Linked DNA regions of Mus musculus: region 1 is linked to region 2. A link is a contact called in public HiChIP or PLAC-seq data. All regions are on one chromosome and are shown on one strand. Each heading gives the region's core, a stretch centred on a gene start, on an enhancer-like site or on the middle of the called end of the contact. The rest is flanking DNA. Distances are from core to core; before and after follow the strand shown. Region 1 overlaps Foxk1 (forkhead box K1). Region 2 holds the start of Tmem184a (transmembrane protein 184a).

Region 1 (3,013 bases), core at 415-2,914, 2.6 Mb after region 2:
TGCTCTCCTTCCCACCAGCTCGACTGCAAGCACCTTTACCCTCAGGGCCGCCCGAGCCCCTGATTTGCTTTTTGAGACGGGGTCTCACTGCAGTGAGGCTGGTTCAGAACTCAGTTTGTTACCCAGGCTTGCCTGAAACTTGCAGTAATCTTCCTGACTCAGCCTCCCAGATGCTGGGATTGCAGGTGCAGGTGTTTGTTTATATAAAATGAATGATTCAGTCACTGAGAGACTGAGGGTTCCTCACAAAGCCCCTCCCACCAGTGGTTCTTGTCACCTATTGCTGGGGCTCCTGGCTTCCCAACAGTTAAGAAAGTTGTAGCCTTTCTGTTATTTACATGGGAAATCATGTGGCTTTGAGCAAGCACACGACACTCACATGAGAAACAGGTGGGGCAGCCCTAAAAGCATGTTCAGGGCCAGCCTGGGCTACTGAGTAGGACCAAAATGAGCCTGGGCAACAAGTGGTACCCTGTCATCCTGTAATAAGAAGAGGACCTGGATGAGTTCAGGGGTAGACACTTTAGGGGCCTGAAAGGGGCCCTAGGTTAGCCCGGCATGGCATGGTGGCACACACCTGAAATCCCAGCACTTGGGAGCTGAGGCCAGAGGGTCACATCAAGGCCAGCCGGCTACGTTATTTGTTATAGAAACACCAGGACTATATAGTGAGGCCTCATCTCCAAACAAACAAACAAACAAACAAAGGCTCTTGGTTCAATATCCAGTACTAGGTAGGGTACGTGATTGTGGGATTGAATAGTGTAGTTTTTTGTGTTGTTTGTTTGTTTTTGAGACAGGATCTCACTTTGTAACTCTGGAATTCACTACATAGGCTGGCCTCAATTATCCTGTGTGCGTCTGCCTCCCCAGAGCTGGGGCTAAAGGCACAAGCATGCCTGGCTTCAACGTTTCTCATTGACAATACAAAGAAAAAGTGGTGCGTGCTGGGAGTGGGGCTGGTTGGTGGAGCGCTGCTTGCCAAGAAAGCCTGCAAGATCCTGAGCACTGATAACAGCAGACGCAGTGGCCCATGGCAGCCCCAGCTCTGGGCAGGTGGAGGCTGGAGGATCAAAAGCCGTGTGTAATACCCCAGCTACATGAGACCCTGTCTCAAAAACAAAACAGCAGCCAGCTGGCTAAGACACTGAGTGATCATAGGTCGGGTGTAGAGTGGCTTTTGGTCAGGTGGCACAGTGGCTGTAAAGACCTCCCCCTCTCCCCGAACCCCCGCCCAGCAGTTGGTGCTTTGGTGTCCCCAGTGCTCCCTTGGAGTCCCGACTTTGTGTCTGCCACATTCCTGGTACTGCTGGGAGGGGGCAGGCCCTTGGCTCCTCCTGAGTTCCCACGGGTGCGTGGTCACTCTGTCCGCAGTCGCTGTTGACAGTGGCTTGGGACTTGCTCTGGACTCCCTGGGCCTTTAAGTGTCACAACAAAAGATCTCTGTTGACATCCGTTTATCTCCACACTGAGGAATTCCATTGAGCTTTTGTAAAGCTCAGCGGCCGGCCGCTGGAGGTTCGCCTGCCAAGACTTTCTCAGTTTGAGTTTCTGTGTAGGGGTGGAGCCCACGTGTTTACAAACACGCCCTGCCCTTCCTCTCCCAGGCAGCGGGAGCCAGGGTGGGGCAGGCTTGGGGAAAGGGTTTGACTTCCCAGCCCGCAGCAGTGGGCCCCGCCCTGCTCAGTCTGCTTGCCTAATTTGGTGAGCTTTGCTAGCGGGTCCCTATTGGCCGACCTGGGCACCGAAGGCTTGGGGACCTCCCAGCTGTGGCTCCTCCCTCCATGGAGCGGATCCCAGGGTTCGGTACCTTTGCCTCACTCCACCCCCCCCCCACCCCCCCCCCACCAGGCTGGCTTCAGTTTGTTGGGTGGCTCCTTATTTCCCAGGGCGGGTTGTTCCGCTGTGGTTTTGAGTTGTGTGTATGTTGGGTTTTTTTGGGGGGGCTGTCCCTGCCTGCAGGGCTCCGCCCAGCAGATGAATGAGCTCTTTGAAAGAAACTGCAGCTTCGGCAGTGTTTTGACCTTTCTTTCTGTGAAGAGCAAGTGATTTAGGAAAACAGGGAGCTGGTTAATCATTTGCTGAGGCTACTGAGGCTAAAGCAGGCTCCGTGGGACTACACTTCAGCAGACTGCCATAGCAGCCATGAAAGTAGCCTGTGGGTCCCAGCACCAGGCATTTACCAGGAATCCCTGCACCCAGGGCGCTGAGGCAGGAAGATTGCAGATCTGAGGCCAGCCTGTCTGGCTGAAACTGGGAACTCAGGGTTCGCTTCTGTTACAGACCCTGTCCCAAAATTAAGATGGAAAGGCTGGTGGGATGGCTCAGTGAGTAAAGGAAGGTGCTCCCTCCCGAGCCTGAAGACCTGAGCTCAGTCCCGAAGCCGCATGGTGGAGGGGAGAGCTGAGTCCCTAAAGTTGCCGTCTTCCACACCCAGGCTGTGCAGTGCCGTGCCCGCCCCCTGCATGTACACGTGTAGCAAAGGTTAGCAGTGGTGATGTGAATGAAGGGAAGTCGGCATCAGAGAACTGGCCCCCTTAGTCATGGAGCTGTAGTACAGTTCTACTTTACTGCGGGCTAGGGCTAGCTCAGTCTCCTGTGCTCTCGGAGATTTGCGTTTGGAGAGCACCCCAGTCTGCATCAGAAGTCTAGCACCCCACCGAGCCCCGCCCCTCCCCTCCCCACCCCAACCCACTCCCAGCCTTAGTTTCACTTGCTTGTGGTTTCAGTTATGCACAGTCCAAAAATACCAAGTGGAAAACTGCAGAAAATGAGCAAGTTACAAGTCTTCAATCAAGTGCAGCGCTGCATAGCTCCTCCCCTGTGTGTGACTCCCTGCCCAGTGTATCTGGTGGGTGGCTGGATTACCCAGTCTGCACTGTGGGCTGGGGATGAAGCCCCATGGTAGATCACTTAACCTGGCATGCATCAGTACTGGGAGAGGGCGGGGAGGGTCAAATTCAGGCGTGCCAAAGACCAGCAGCACAGCAAGTTCTGCCGGTAAGTTACAGGC
Region 2 (2,731 bases), core at 111-2,610:
CTGAGGTCAGAGACCAGCTCCTTATCTGCTCCTTCCTCCCTCCCTAGCCTCTGTGGAGGGAGGACACAATGTGATCAGCCAACAAGAGACATTTCCCAGGCTGGTACCATATGGCTGGTGACCTTGGCAAGCTGCTTCCTCTTTTGCCTCAGTTTCTCCACCGGTAAATGGAGGTTGGTCTCTCTGGCTTCCTGCTGACCCTAAGAGCGTGCCTCGTGCCACCTCTGTGGCTAGGATGTGCCTGGCCTGCCCTCGGGCACGGATCTTTCTCCCTTGTATCCTGGTTACTGAGGCACACCTGGACAGGTACCAGCCAGCAGGTGAATGTCACAAGCCGAGGTGTTTGCTTTTGCTTCCTGCCCCCAGCTCACCTACTGACTCAGGCCCTCCCACTGTGCCAAGTGGGTGTTCCAGAGAGCCCGTGGCTCTCAGCTCCCTTAACCAACCTCCAGCTCCCCAGCTACCCCGCCACATTCTAGATGCCTGGCTTCTGCTTCCTGCTTACCCACCCTCCACCCCCAGCTCCTTGCCCCCTATTCTCGTAGCTCCCCATCTCTCCCCTCATACCCCCAACACACCTCCTGTTCTCCACTGTTCCAGTTCCTATCCAACTCAGTCCCCACCCCTCCTCCCCAAACTCCCTGTCTGGCTGGCTTGAGGTTCTCTATAGAGCAAGGTCCACGCCTTCGCCATCTCTGGAGGGGAAAGGCCCTTTCTCCTCCCACTGTGTGAGCCCGGGGAAACCCCTCCGTGTTCCTGTCTGTGAACTGGGATTAAGCTCTGACCTCAGGGAGTAGAGTGAGGGGCCTCAGACGTGACTGGGGATACCCACCCAGCAATCTGCCCTCACCTCGGCAGAGATCTCCCTCCTTAGGCCTGGCTCTGACATGCTAGCTCTGGAGAAGGGCCATAGACCCTTGAACACCATGCCTAGAATCCTACCATGTCTCAGTGACTGGTGCTGGGAGCTGTCCCTGGAGGTCCCATGATCACAGCATCTGTCCACGGGGCCCATCTGAGCTGGGCCAGGTCCCATAGCAACTTCCAGGCTCAGCGGGGATGGGGGTGCAAGAGGTGCTTACCTGGTGGCCGGTTAGCAGCAGAGCAGTCCATACAAACACGCCTGAAACGCCTCGGGCCAATGCGCTGGTGAGGAAGAGCTGGGGGGCCCCCTGCGAGCCGTTGTCCACGCGCTCCATCTGTGGCCCGGCTGCCACTGTGGGCATTGCCGGAGGGGGGCTGGGTGGAAGCCAGGTCGCTGACACGAGGGGGGCTCCGGCTGTCTTCAGAAACCCTGACGCATTCCTCATCTGCAGAAACCAGCAGAGGAGTGAGAAGCCAGGGAAGGCTTCTGTGGGAGTGTGAGGGGCAGGAGGTGGGGCCAGAGGTGGGCAAGGCCGTGTGGGTGTCACCTCGGGGTGGGTGTCACCTCGGGGCCAGTTCTGCCCAATGCACTTTCTGCCTGCCTGGCCACCGCCCCTACCACCATCATCCACAGAAGCTTCCCTGGGGGCCCACCACGGCCACCTGTCCCCTTTGTGAGAGTCTGGGTCTGATTTTCCCACCAGCTCGCCTGATTCTGGGCAGCTGTGGGCTCACACTTGAACAGGGGCCTAGCTGCTTTCCAGCCTGGGGCTCAGATCCTGGGGTGACAAACCCCCTCAGGTTCCTTCGGACCCTGGTTCTCAGACAGCAACTCTATAGAAGTCTAAGACTGCTCCTAACCAGGTGTCCACAGCACACCCCTGTAATCTCAGTACTCAGAGGCCAAGGCAGGTGGACTGTGCATCTGTGAGTATAAGGGCCAGCCTGGTCTACCTAGTTACTCTGTTTCAGAAAAGAAAAAGAAACTTAAACCCAAAACAACTTAAACTTAAACAAACAAACAAACAAAACCCCAAAGCTTGTTTCTACCACCGGCTGGGCAGTGGGGATTCACCTACCTGGGGCCAGTTCTGCCCAATCCAGCCCTTCCCCTCCTCCCCCCTCCTCCCCCTCAGGTGCCATCCGCCCCCGCCCAACCCTCCCCCCCCCCCTTGACCCGCCTGCAGGTACTCCTTAGGGTCTCAGAAGCTCCCGCGGCAAGTGATAGAGTGTGCGCCTGCCGGGAGGCAGCGACATTGGACCTCCTTGCTACCCTCAGTTGTCCGTCATGGGGGCGGGAGCCTACCTCTGTGAGCAGGAAGCTCTTTGGACCGGGCCTTGGAGGCCTAGCCTCCTCTGGGGCAGCCTGGCTGGTCATTCACTGGGTCATGTGGCCCCCAGTGGAGGCCAAGCTTCGGGTTGGGGCAAGGCTGGTCTCGGGAGGGTTGCGCTAGGCTAGGGAAGGCACACAGGGCCTCACCTGGCCAGTGGCCCACCTGGGCTTCAGGCTGAGGGAGGGGCGGAGGGAGGAGAAGCAGAGGCTTGTCCCCGCCCCTGGCGACACTCTATCCCGCTGGGACTGTTTGCCCAGTAGCAGCTGGCTTCCAGGAACTGAGGCTGGCAGGTGCCTTTCACCTGCTGGCACTAGGTAGTCAGGCAGTTTAGCAGGCAGGGTCAGGAAGGACAAAGGGTCTGCATAAGCTATGCTAGCTCCAGGGAGAAGTCCCCGAGGAGCCATCCAATACAGTGCTGCTTTCTGGGTGGTGAGAAAGGTCTAGAATAGTGTTTTTTTACCCTTCTCCATGCTTAGACGGTTCATGCTGTGATGACCCCCCACCCCCGACCATAAAATTATTTCTGTTGCTAC

The links. HiChIP or PLAC-seq counts read pairs in DNA pulled down with a chosen protein or histone mark.
Region 1: an H3K27ac HiChIP or PLAC-seq map of embryonic stem cells shows a contact between it and region 2, with 8 times the contacts expected there. The contact joins the enhancer-like site here to the promoter of Tmem184a in region 2. A contact is called at or near these places in 3 of 39 promoter capture datasets (embryonic stem cells, hippocampal neurons and liver) and 1 of 115 datasets of contacts at active chromatin or transcription factors (embryonic stem cells).

The regions. Positions count from the first base shown.
Region 1 is chr5:142,438,982-142,441,994 of GRCm38.p6, forward strand. All of the region lies in intron 2 of Foxk1 (forkhead box K1), which reads left to right. Among named protein-coding and RNA genes, the nearest start is that of Ap5z1, 23 kb to the right of the region's middle. Within about 2 kb of position 1,665, at least 384 of the 459 cell types and tissues checked have an H3K27ac peak or open chromatin away from gene starts, as enhancers often do. A contact at or near this core is called in embryonic stem cells and liver, where this site is marked.
Region 2 is chr5:139,811,883-139,814,613 of GRCm38.p6, forward strand. Tmem184a (transmembrane protein 184a) reads right to left here and starts at 1,361. Exons shown (of 8, transcript NM_144914.3): 1 at 1,083-1,361. The coding sequence starts at 1,310.